3 separate regions of the Zea mays genome follow, and all the other regions are linked to region 3. The links are chromatin contacts, called in public Hi-C maps. All regions are on one chromosome and are shown on one strand. Each heading gives the region's core, a stretch centred on a gene start, on an enhancer-like site or on the middle of the called end of the contact. The rest is flanking DNA. Distances are from core to core; before and after follow the strand shown.

Region 1 (4,524 bases), core at 1,290-3,789, 290 kb after region 3:
GCAGCCATAGGAAATCAAGTCGTGTGTAGCAGCAATTGGCGGCGGGGGGCACGGAGCGGTTGCATGCGGCACTAACAGAACGTTGCATGAGGCAGCCTTTTTTTTCTCCGTAAGAAAAGTGAACCGCTCGCTAGGCATGGTGGAGCCCATCGTTGCATGCGGATGCGAGGTGGGATCGGTCATGCAAGTCGTTTGCGTGTCTAGGGCTCCAGGCGTCCAGCAGATGCATGCAGCAGGAAACGGCGAGGGCCACAGAAATTCTGCCTACTTTTTCTTCCCAAGAAAACGTCAACCGCCTATACATGGAAAAAAAAATTTGCCGCCTACCTTTTCTTTTTTTTTCCAAGAAAACTTGAACCGCCCATACATGCCGGAAAAAAAATATGTCGTCTACTTTTTCTAAACGCGGAGCGATTGCATGCGGTTCCTGTCTTTTTTTTTCCACCTCTCTAATAACCAACTGGCCGCATGCAGTGATTTTTTTTTCTCTCACGTCTCCACGCGAACTCCAGGGAACCAACTGACATGCGAGGTGGGTCCTGATGGGAGCGAAAGCTGGGGCCTGGGGGCTGGTGGCCGCGTGCGAGGGGCACCACGAGGTGCATGCGGTTTCAGAAAATGTGAACCGCCATGCAAGAAAAAGTCAAAGTCCACAAGTCTATCTATCCTTTTTTTCTCTAAGATAACTTCAAACGCACATGCAGGGAAAAAAACTTTCCTATTTTTTTTTCTAAGAACAGCTCGGCCGTTTGTGCATGCGGCTGCTGCGAGGAGTCCTGGTCTGTGCGGCGGCACGCACGGCCGCGCGACGAAGCAATTTTTAACGCCGAAAAGTAAATCACGGATCGAGATTTTATACCGCGTTTCTCGACGAACAGGAGCGAAGGCTGTCGCGTAGGACAGTTCGGCAAGGCCGGAGGACCTGCCGGCGTGGTGGAGAGTCGTTGCCGATCGGATCCACGAGTCGAGGTAGAGCAGTGCTGATGACGTGTTGAATAACGTAGTTGTCGCAGATCCCCGATCCGGACTCCGAACCCTCCCAACAGCAGTAGGGACGTGAGAAGTTGTAGAAGCCCGCTCCCTTCCCAGCAACCCAACACAGAGAGGAATAAGAGACACAGTGGATGGAAGCTCTTTCTGTCTATCTTTTTTATGATGGGTATGAGTTAGAGATGGCAGCGGGTCGGGTTTTGTTCGGGTATAATAATACCCGACCCGAAATTGTATCCGAGACTTCTATAAATATCCATACCCACCAAGCCAATCGGGCGAGAAATTGTACCCGTACCCATGCCCATCGGGTATCCACCGGATATCGGGTATTCAGTGGATATGTTATTGTAGACTAAATAACATTTGTTCAGTGTTATAATAAATGCATAAAATATTTTAGTTTACATCTAAGCACCAATGCAACACGAGAATGACTATATTTGGCTACACGTCGATACAATATCTCAACTCATAATTATGACATCCAATAAATTTAAATTTGAGTACAGAGAATAAAAGCTTAATGAGTTCATGACAGTTGACAATTATACCATTGTCAATGTCTCATTGGTCTCGATTACATTACAATTGACTGTTAACACAACATAAATTAATATTCATTAATCAACAACACATGCGAGTGAGTTTTTCTAGTGAATGTAGCACATTCTTAGTGGATGTAACATATTTAAAGAGGTATATTGATATTTCGGGTATCCACTGGATACCCATGGGTAAAGTATTTTATCCATACCCGACCCGATGTATTTCGGGTATCCGACCCGATAGGACCCACGAGTGAGTTTTTGTACCCGTATCCATATCCAGTGGGTACGAAACCCGCGGGTATCCATACCCACGGGTCCAACTGCCATCCCTAGTATGAGTACATATATATAACCTGTGTACCCCTAATGGCAGTTTCGGTATTAGCCCATTAAACCCCTTTTAGGGTTTCTCAACAGCAACCACTGCATCTCCACATGGTGCTACACCATGGAATTGAGCCCTCCTCCGTGTTCCCATGGATCCAGCGGCGGCTAATCGAACCCTCAATAATACAGACACATACATACACGGACGGACGGACGGACGGACCCCATCCAGTCCGGTCCAGCCAGAGAGGCCCATTTTTTCGGGCATGTTTTGCCGGTGCCCGCCATTTATATAATAATATATATACTTTCTCTCTCTCGGAAATCTCCAGCTGCCTTTGCGTTCTTTATTGGTGGGGAAGGAAAATTGTGTTCCCGAAAAGGCGAAAACACAACGAGTAAAATACAGTACTACTACTGATGGCATGGCAGCCTACTGTACTATTAACAGGGTGGGCCATGGCATGGCAGACGGAGGTTTACGGGGAGGAATAAATGGAGGTGGCGAGCAGAGACGGACGCCACCCCTGCCGTATTCACTTTTCACTCGTTCGTCCATCCTTCCACGCCCCCCACAGAACCGTCTCCCCAGCGGAGCCCGGCGCCTCACGGTCGCAATTTATTGCTTGCGCACCGCCTCGCCGCTTTGGCGTGGGGCGTTTGCCTGTGTGGCGCTTCGCAGGTGCCGTGGCTTGCCGCTTCCTTCGCCGTGCTCACTAGTCACCAGAGAGGGAGGAGGCTCTGGCGCTCTGCTTCTGCTGCCGCTTCTTCTTCTTCTCCTGCTGCTGCTCTTACGGAGATAAGCAGGGGGGGCCGGGCCGGGGCAGGGGGAGGTGACAGCTGAGCTGACTAGCTGAGTGAAGCATGGGGATGGACGCCGGCGGCGGCAAGCTGCCGTACAGCTACGCCGGCCAGCAGGACGGAGGGAAGCTGGTGAAGAGCGTCAGCCGCGTGGAGCCGCGCAGGTTCGGCCTGGGCCTCGTGGCGGGCTTCCTCCTCGTCACCTGCGCCTACTTCTCCACCGCCAAGTTCGACGCCATCCAGATCGCCATGAGTAAGCAAAGCAAGCCCTCGCACCCCCCGTCCCGTCCGTCTCCCCGCCGCCGGCCCCATTCATTCCACGGCGCTACCGCTGACTCTTTCTCCGAACGTGGTTTGTCTCTTCGTTTGCTCGAGCAGCCAGCCGACCCGTCTCCAGCAATGCGGGCGGCGTCGGGGTCGGCTCGCTGGAGGTGGGCGGCGTCGTCGCCGCCGCCGACACCTACAACGCCTCCAGGCAGGGATTAGGTGAGCCGTCGGCTAATCACTCGTCACGTCACTGGGAGGATCTCCTCCTCCAAAGAACAGGGTGGACGGACGAACGAACCAAGTCTGCCTACTCACATTAAGTCATCCCATCATCAGATCAGTGACAAAGGTTACTGTACCACCAATCCACGGCCTGACCTGCCGACCGTTTTCCCGTTCAGATTTGGGCAAGAAAGGCCCGGGCGCGACGTCCATGGCCGACGAGGGAAGCGAGGCCGAGGCGCTCGAGAAAGACGGCGGCAAGGCTTCTTCACCTTCGGGGCCAGGTACACACCACGGGCAAGGGCGCAAAGCATCGCGTGTTGTTGTTTCGAGATGCGTGGCCGTGGCCGTGGCCGTGCTTTCCCTTCCGTTGGGGTCAAGCTGACCGGCCTCGTGTGCACCGTACTCCCACCGCCGTTCCTGCACGCAAATCCCAAAAATCAGATAAAAAAGACTGGTTTTTCTCCTCCCCGTTCTCCTTTCCCCCACTAATCGCGCTTTAGGTTCTTGGTCAGGCGTTCCTGCCGCTCTCCTTCCTCCCGTGTCGTCAGAGGAAGCCGCGAACAGCACGCTGGAATCAGGTGTGAAAGCAACCACTCAACCTCCAACTGCCAGCTTTACTGCCATTAGTATGGCTCTTTCGAGCAAGATAAATGCTCGCCCCGCTCTTTTGTTTGCTTGCTTGTTTGTTTGTTTCCCACTTTTTGGGGAAGAATTGAGGGAATTTTTTGTGTTGATGGCCAGGCGGTCTTGAGGACGAGGAGCTACAGGTGCAGGATGCAGTTGCCAGTGGTTCCAAGAGGAGCAAAGACTCTGCCGCCGCCGCCGCCGCCACACGCAGCGCCAATGTCAGCTCACCCTCTGTGGTTCACTCTCACCATGCCATCCTCCCTGCTCCCGCGCAGCGGATTCCAGAGGTTAAGCAAGCAGGTATCCCCTCCGTCCCTGATTCTTCTCTTCTTTCGTGTGGTAAAAAGATGCGCCATCTCTCCCATCAAATTGCTCCATGAGCAGCTAGCTAGCTAAACCCCCACCGGGAAATGCGAGCGACGAAGAAAAAAAAAAGAAAAGACCTCCATTGCAATTCTTCAGGGTCTTAGGCATGTCGTTGCGAAACGCATATTGGTCAGACAGACACTCAAGAGTCAAGACCACCGATGTTGCTGCTGCTTTTGGACCACTGTGCCTTTGATTACGCTCTCTATCCTCTGTGTCCGTGCCGCATCTTCCTTCGCCTTTCTTGAGATGAGAGAAACGTACCCGTTGCAATAGCTGATAGTAGATTGCTCCGTTTCTAGGCCTCTCGTGCGATCATAGTTCCGTAGGTGCCGGTGGTCTACCATGCACCATGTTCCTTCTCCGTCAA
Region 2 (4,143 bases), core at 64-2,563, 450 kb before region 3:
GTGGTCCTAATTCAACAAAAAGGCTTTATGTGGGGGGAACATATTGCAATTAGCAACGCAATCAATGTACTATATTGAATCTCCATTACTTCTATACCTTTCTGTTCGTTATCGTTTCCTTCACTAAGTTTTTCTCATGGGAAAATTATCGCCAATAAAACTTGCCCTGGGCCCTGGTTAGAGTTAATGGAATATGAACTCCCAGTCTCATGATGACAGTTCTGCCATGATATAGTTATTACAGTATCTGGTTATTCCCTATAGTTTATAGTTATTTCAGTGTCTGGTTATTCCCTATAGCCCCTGTTTGTTTCGGCTTTTCGCAGCTTCTGGCCACCAAAAGCTGCTGCGGACTGCCAAACACTCAGCTTTTCAGTCAGTTTCTATAAAATTCGTTTGGGTAAAAACCATTCAAAGTCAACATAAATATATAATCGGTTGAGTCGTCGCAATAGTAGTAATCCGTCACTTTATAGATCCTGAGCCCCACGGACAACTTTATCTTCCTCCGCACGTAATCCTAATGATACTCAGATTCTCTATACAGCCAGATTCTCCTTACAGCTAGATTCTTGGAAAAGCTGGTCAGAAAAAAGCTGAACCAAACAAGTCCATAGTTTGTTGCTGCCGTCAAGAAATGACTTAGGATCTGTGTCGCCCAACAATTTGGGTAACTCTGCAGTCTATATGATCCACCGAGATTAACACTTGTTATCTATGAATGTTAAAATCGCGTCTCACTTCGTTGCCCTAGTTTGAGCTGATGCTCGTTGCACATCGTTTCGTTACATGGCTGGCTGGCTCACAATGGTAACTGAAAACCCATCTTAATTTCTGTTGTTTGTTTAGATGGGTATTTAGATTCAGTTATATGAGCTAAATTGTAAAAAGATTTAGCCACTTTACCAATTACCATCTGATTTGTCTACTCACCCATTGTTGATCTGGTTCTCTTTGCAGTATATCTGGAGTCAAAGCGAGGCCGCGTTTTCTGCATAATATCTGGTTATGGGAGACCCCAGCATTATGGACGAGCCGAGGCAGTATACGATCCGCCGCCCAGAAGTTTTCTTTTTTATTTTTTAGATCCTACTAGTTGTGAAGTCAGCTCAATGATTGCCTGGGGCTGTGGGCTGTGGCCATGCCGCTGCAAATAAACTATCTCCAAATCGCCGTCCAAAGTACGACCACTGGCAGAGTGCCAGTAGTACTAGTTTCTTATGGTTTTCTCTCTGTACGTGCCAGTAGTACTAGTTTCTTAATCACGGGTGTAGTGCCTATAAACGCGTGCCCATTTCGGCTCAAAATTCTCATCAGCCTCTATTGGATTCGTCTTCCCTTTCCCTCGATCTCCAGTGTGGTCGTGCAGTGTTCTCTTTCTTGCCTGAGATACGAAGATCAGCCCCTGAGCCGATCCCATGGCTGCTTCTTCCCTCTCCCGTCCAGCAACGCCGGCCGCGCTCCGGCACGGGGCGTGCCACGGGCTGGGGCTGGCGCTACCGAGGAGTTTGCCGCTGTCGGCGGCAACGCGATGCGCCGCGCTACGCCGGGACGCGAGCGGCGGCCGGGACCAGTACGGAGGCGCGCTGGTGGACGAGGGCATGCCCGTGCTGCGGCGGCGGATCCGGGAGGCGTGGATGGTGGAGACCAACTACGAGGCGCCCGCCGAGTGGGCGCCGTGGGAGAAGCGGTACTACCCCGCCTACGTCTCCGACGTGTCTAGCCTCGTCGGCGCGCTGCAGCTGCTGCTCATGGGCACCAGGCCCGGCGTCGCCATCGCCGTCGCCGCCCTGGTGCTGGCCAGCGTCCCCGTGTCCACCGTCGCCGCGCTACACCATCTGGCGATGGTGGCCGAGGCCGTCCTGCAGTCCGTCCATCACATTTCTTGATCCAGTCGGACCATCTTTTGGTCTCCTTTTTTCTTTTCATTTGTAACCTTGAGGCAGTCTGCCGCGTGAATAGTATTGGAGGCTTGTAGTTGCAGCTGGATTGATCTAAAGATTCTTTAGCCTTGACAGATAGTAACAGTTTATTTTGAAATGCTCAAAAAATTTCAACACTAAGCAAACCGCTAACCCATCCACCCAAGTAGAGGTGTCAGTACCCGATAACCATGCGGAATTCCTCTATTAGGGCTGGTTTGGTGGACATAGAATTGGAGGGGATCCATGGGGAAGTAATCCCCCTCCGTATTCAAATTTGAATAGGAAGGGGATTCCTCCCACATGGATCCCCTCCAATTCCTTGTCCACCAAATCAGCTCTTAGGGATAAGGTATAAGAAGATTTTAATCCTATAGATATAGATTTTGGAGAAATTCTTTCCTCATTGAATATACGGGTATCAAAAAGCAGAACTCAAAACCAATTACTCATGAGTAATATTCATTTAGTAAAATTATATATGCACCCCAATAGGCAATAAGTCTAACAACCAACACTAACTCTCTCAACCCTTTTAAGCATCCATCCAATCCAGGAGAATAGCCACCCCGCCTACCCGTCCACATATCACTTTGTTTTTGTTGTTTTGCATGGTCAAACATGTTTTTTTTGTTAGATTTCAGTTTTTTTTGATATATTGTTGTTGGGTGTCGTGTGTGTTAAGGTCATATAAAATATAATATGATCATGCTTTTCTTCATCGGTGGTGTGGACTTAATGAGAATCCGATATCCGAATGAAGATGGGTATGGGAGAAATCCTATATCCATGATGGGTGTAGGGATGATGATAGTTTCATGTGGATGGGTATAAGATGTCTAAACATGATGGGGAATTCCCAATTCCCATTGACATCTGTACACGCAAGTTTGGACGCTTAGACTTTACAGTATTTGCAATTAGATTTGCTGCACTGAACTAAAAGGCATCCAGAAGGAACTTATCCGTTGAATTAATAAAATCGAAAAACATTGATGCATTTCTAAACAGCTTGTACCAAACTGAATCGAACTTTTCTGTGTTAGACTGTTTATTAATAGAAGGGAGGCGCCCAAATAGCTTGCGTAGCTACTTTTGTAACATTTTTATGTTTTTTTTCTTGTATTGTCCTCTTTCTATGCGTTCTTACTATATTTATTGACACGACTCTAGATATCATCGACTAATTTCTCTGTATAAAACTATTGTTGTCTTTCTTTTCTTCTCTCTCTCTCTATACTCCAAACTTTTTCTTTTTCTTTACGAACCGGCATTAGTTGTGCCAATCATTCTACATGGAATCTAGTATGCAAGTTCAGGTACTGTAAAACACCACATCACTAATAAATTCTTATACAATGGTATAACTTGAAACTTGAATCACCAAACATGATATAACCATAAAAATTTGAAAGAGCAAATCAAACGATCATTTGTAGAACTTTAACAAGTGGTTCATCATGCACTTATAACTTTAACGGAAGTTTCATTTCACACCCTCACTACCATTACCAGTCATACTAGCACATATCAGACAAACACCATCATAAATCATCTTATACTTGAATCATACTTGAAAACTATAACAAAACTCACACAAACATAAATTCTAAGTGGATAATGATTTTTTTATTTTTTGGACATAAATGAGGCAAACAGGTGCATCCTGAAAATCGTCTATACAAAATTTTCTACAATTCCCCATGTTGGTCACTATGACAAATTCTACAAAAATTAAGATAAACTTCCTACCTAAATTTGTTTTCATTTCCAAGACAACATTATCATTTTCGCAATTACTCCTAAACTGCTAATCGAATTGGAACAGAACCAGAGGCATTGGAAAGATAACAATGAAACCTACAACTTTTGTATCCATAGAGTCATTAAAATTTTAATCAATCTATACTAGATTTTGGATTTATTCCTATTGATCTCGAAGCAACGGACGATAAACAAATTCTCCTTGCCCCCTTCCTTCTCCATCTCCAATCAAACACTGCTGCAACAACATGGGGCGGTCTAGGGGAGAGGAGGAGGAGGAGGAGAGGGTGGCGACGACTAGAGGAGATGGGATGAGGGAGGAGCGGCAAGTATAGGAGGAGGAGGGAGTGACAGCCAGGAAGGGGACACCACGAGGATAGGGAAATAAATATGTGGATTCCTCCTAACTCTACATTATCTAACTACCTATATTTATTGGCTCCATAAAAACTCATTC
Region 3 (4,527 bases), core at 1,461-3,960:
AAGGATATGAGGCAGATTAAGTGGTCTAAACTAAAGCTTTGTCTCCCAAATGCTTTGGGGGTACTGGCTATTTTAAATTTGGAGATTCATAACAAATGCCTTCTGTGGAAATAACGGCTCTTTAAGCTACCAAGTGATCAGGATGGAACATGACAAGAATTCATTAAAAGGAAATACCTACATTATAAATCTACCACTCAAGTTTCTAAAAGAGCAGGATACTCTCAATTATGGTCTGGCTTGAGGGGGTGATGAGAGATCAATTTTACCTATTGGCTCTTTTAGATTACAAAATGGTGAATATGTGAGATTCTGAAAGGATAAGTAGATAGCAAGTAAACCCTTTTATGCAGCTTAATCTTTATAGACTCGTTATGAAAAAAAACATCTTTACATATGTAATAATAAATACTTTTGGCGACAGATTTTAGTTTAAAGGCCGGCGAGCATCGGTACAAAGAACATGATTTTAGCACCATCTTTTGGCGATATTCGGTGAAAACAAAATTTATATACATAAATATATGCACCGAATAATAAGGACTAACCTATTTTAAAAACTTCTTTAGATTTATTACTTACTATCCTACGATGTCATTAAGTATATCAAATACTTGCAATGATCAAACAACACCAACGAGAACAAGATCCTGGCCGACATCAAATCAATGACCAAAGTTTGTCCAGGCCACAGATTATGTGAAAATAGTTTTGAACAATTCGAGATGCTCCTGGTGGATAGCTCTAAGACATGAAAAAACATTGTCATAATTCAAACAAGGCTATAGAAAATAACTATAGAACCATAATATACGAAAGCAAGATCATCTCCAATTTAAATCGATAAAAAGGGTTAAGAAACTATATAAAGGTTTTAAAAAAATAGTATTGTCGCTAATAGATCTTATCGAGATGACATCAAACTCAAAGGCTGCTTAGTTTGGCAGCTGAAATTGCAGTGTCACAAAACAATAATAGCTCTAAGTCCGAGTTCATGGAAGACACGTCAACATAAAACAACAATAATAAAATAAATAAATGAAAAAGAATTATGGTACAATAAGCAAACTAGACCCACACTTTTTGTACGGAGTAACCTGCTAATTTCGATGACATCGAAATAAATCCGCTTTCATCACTACAAGCTTATGAGATAACAAATAATCTCTCTCAGAACCTATTTTTGGAAATATAAGCCCATCCGAAGGAAGGAAAGAAAAAAATATTTAGAGGCGCTTGACAGATCACTAAGGGTGCGTTTGGTTCAGGAACCAACTCGGATGAAGCGGCTCCATTCCAGTATCTAGGAATTGAGCCATTTCATTCTGTGTTTGGCGAGCAAAATGGAACCGCTCTATTTTCTGTTTGATTGAAGAGTATAATAGAGCGGAGCCGCTCCGTTCATTGTTTGGTTAGAGAGTCATATGAGTGTGGAGTGGAGGAGAGGGAGGACGCGAGAGCGCTCGCATCCGGTCGTTTTGGTAGAGCGAGAGCATCCCAAATATTTGCCATATATAGACTCCAGCAGTCACTCCTCTCCTCTATTGGAAACCAAACATCAAAAAAATAAGAATGGAGCCGTTCCATTCATTTCTGCTTCTCAACCAAACACGTCATAAAGTATTGTATCCGTTCTTTTTTGTTTGTCGTGATTTAGTTATTAAAAAATAAGCTAGCGGGCAACAAATATTCTATAGTGGAGATAGTAATATTTTTTTTTCGGTTTAAAAAAATAATGGAGTTCGTTTCCTCTTTGTTGATTTACTTCTCGTCGCTTCCCTAACTTTGTTTGCAAGGGTTAAAAGGACAAAGACGGTTTTTTTTTGCTCCTTTAATTAACTCGCAAGGTTTACCAGCCATCACTCGACATCACGTATTTGCATCGCTCAGAAAAAGGCAACGCGAAAGTCAAACTTAAATCTTCTTTAGAATTTCTCAATTCTATCCAACCCTGAAAATGATTTGAATTTTTAAAGAATACAAATTTCCGGAGGCCTCCGGCTGGAGAGTGGGCATCGTGGTTTAGCGGCAACGGGTAGTGGGTGTAGCAGTCGCGGGAAACGCGTGCAAAGCGGTTAGCCTACTGCTTCCTACTACTCTGCTCCGAGTCCTAGCTAGGGCAGTGGTGGTGGTGGGCCACCGATAAGGAAAAGGAACCCGTCTGCGTTCTTCCAAGTACACGGAGAATCCTGCCGGCCGGATAATGATGGATGGCACATCTCAGCCGTCCATGGTCCATTACAGTGGTAATAACTAGCTCTAGCAGCTCCCATGCCATTCCACGCGCGGCGACAACTCCTGTACTGTACACCGTCATTGTTGCACCGTTATTAGACAGACCATCGGGACATCTCATCCATAAATGTGACTAGACTAGACTAGACAATGGCAGCAGGATTACCGCTGTCTAAGGCCCTGTTCGGTTATTTGGGATTAGAGACCCGGATTAATTTCTAGCCAGATTATTTCTCTAATTTATATAGATTTTGATGAGCTGGAATGAATCCTAGCTTATTCCGTTACAACCGAACGGGCCCTAAGGACGATATCGGCAATCTTACTAGTACTGTTTTTACTGCTACCCAAAAGCATGACCAATTTACCACGATCGAAAGAGAAGGCTCCTTTTTCAGGAGGGGAAAAAAAGTCAAATGGGAAAAGTGACCAAGTACTAAATAAATAGGAGGCCATTCTAGTTCTACGGAAGCATACAAAACAGCTGCAGTTTCAGTGAAGCTGTTGCCGGGCGATGATACGATATGATATGATGTAATAGGATACCAGTGCCATTTCCCACCCATTAACCTTACCTTGCCTCTCTTCTAATTTAAACCTCTGCTGCAAGGGAGCGAGAGAGAGAGAGAGAGGAGAGGCACACAGCGCGCAGAGAGACTAGAGAGAGAGGGTTTGTCCTCCTGCCTGCCTTGGCTTGGCTAGCTTGGCCTCCCCTCCACCTCCATCGGTGTATTACATCCGAGGGCACTCCATCTCTTGCGTCCCTTAACCCCTCCACCAATCCAATCCAATCCCTTAACCCCGCACCGAATCCAGACTTCGAAGCTTCCTCTTCCTCCCGGTCCCGGCCCCGGCCCCGGCCCCGGAGCCCTGTTCTTGGTACTTAGGACAAGGTAAAGATTTGGTTTTTTCTTCTCCCCGTCATCTGGTTCCTCTTCTTCTTCTTCCTGGCGCTGCTGTGTTACTCAGTTAGTTTTAATACTCGCCAGACGCTCCGAGACCCTCGAGATTGAGAGCTCGCTCGCTCGCTCGGTGTCTTCGCCAGCTGCCCACCCTCCTTCCTGCTCGTCCCCCCGCTCGCGCCTCCTCTTCCTCGGTGAGTCTCGGTTTCTTGCTGTTCAGACATTTTTTCTTCTTCTTCTTCTTCTTCTGTCCGTGGTGTACCGTCGATGCAACGCTAATTAAACGCGCTTTCCTCGCACCCCTTGTGCGGCATTTAGCAACCACCAACTCTCATCAATTCGTTCTCCTCCCACAGAAAAGTGGCAGCTTTTTATTCGTCCCACCATATGTTGCCGTGCGCTCCGAGCGTGGAGGGTTTTACCTGTTCTTGGTACACTTGCCGGTTTCGATCCACATCTCACAGCTTTGGCCTCTCTCGGCACAGCGGCTGTAATCCCACTAATCTGATCCCCATTTCTTGCGGTTATCAGTTTGGTATATATATTTTTTTTAAAAAATGAATTACTATTATTTCCAACAAGCGGTTCCGGTTAGTTTCTGTCAGTCAGTTCCTATATCATAAGGGAGCAGTTGCCCGGTTTCCTTGGACATTTGGATCCCCACCGCCTGCGACCGCGTGCTCCTCATTGGGTTTGGCTTCTTGGTCTGCCTCTGGTTACTCTTACCGATGTTTCAAACACAATTTCAATCTGTCAGTTGCGATTGCGTTTGATTGCTTTTTCTGCATCGAGTGTCTGCAATTCGCGAGGATGGTGGCATTGTTTCTGTGAACTGAACCATGGATCACGTGCTCGTAGGACTGATGGGCGACCATCTCGCGTTGATCGTGGACCGGCTGCTGACAGAGTCGACGCTGGAGGCGGCGATCGGCGGTGGGAAGCACATGGTCGATCTGCGTCAGGAGACGGTGGATGTCGAGTACTGCCATCGCGGGCTAGGCGGCGGCTCGGCGACCAAGGTGGTGGAGTGCAGGATTTGCCAGGAGGAGGACTGGGACACCTGCATGGAGGCCCCCTGCGCCTGTTGTGGCAGCCTCAAGGTACCTGACCTTTTTACTCACGCTATTTTTTTTTATTTGAGACCAAAATAAATGCTCTTGGTTAGACAGCAGATTCATGATCTTGCTATGGTGATTATGCAACTGTGTCTCAGTTTCTAAAAAATTGTCTTACAGTTCCTGTTGTCAAATGAAAAGCCGATCCTTCTTTTCAGTAGAAGATGTAGTTGTTGCCACTTGTTGCTACAGTACAATTATGTTGGGCCTCTTTAGATTTTAAAATTGGGCACTAGTTAATATAGTTGACCTAGCATGAGAAATTGTTGGCTTCT

What was found. A called contact is a pair of places that touch in the nucleus more often than the background predicts.
Region 1: a Hi-C map of tassel shows a contact between it and region 3, with 5 times the contacts expected there. The contact joins the promoter of LOC100191928 here to the promoter of LOC100194121 in region 3. A contact is called at or near these places in 4 of 25 Hi-C or Micro-C datasets (bundle sheath, ear, endosperm and 1 more).
Region 2: a Hi-C map of leaf shows a contact between it and region 3, with 4 times the contacts expected there. The contact joins the promoter of LOC109941485 here to the promoter of LOC100194121 in region 3. A contact is called at or near these places in 8 of 25 Hi-C or Micro-C datasets (bundle sheath, ear, endosperm and 3 more).

Annotation. Positions count from the first base shown.
Region 1 is chr8:10,432,295-10,436,818 of Zm-B73-REFERENCE-NAM-5.0, reverse strand. LOC100191928 reads left to right here and starts at 2,539. Exons shown (of 6, transcript NM_001137515.1): 1 at 2,539-2,922; 2 at 3,048-3,155; 3 at 3,338-3,442; 4 at 3,674-3,739; 5 at 3,903-4,088. The coding sequence starts at 2,733.
Region 2 is chr8:11,165,007-11,169,149 of Zm-B73-REFERENCE-NAM-5.0, reverse strand. It overlaps LOC109941485, which reads left to right and starts at 1,313. Exons shown (of 1, transcript NM_001364504.1): 1 at 1,313-2,017. The coding sequence starts at 1,419. The coding sequence ends at 1,889. LOC100285631 (ABC-2 type transporter family protein) reads left to right here. Exons shown (of 12, transcript NM_001158522.2): 12 at 961-1,342.
Region 3 is chr8:10,718,185-10,722,711 of Zm-B73-REFERENCE-NAM-5.0, reverse strand. LOC100194121 reads left to right here and starts at 2,710. Exons shown (of 9, transcript NR_183225.1): 1 at 2,710-3,128; 2 at 3,225-3,331; 3 at 3,996-4,237.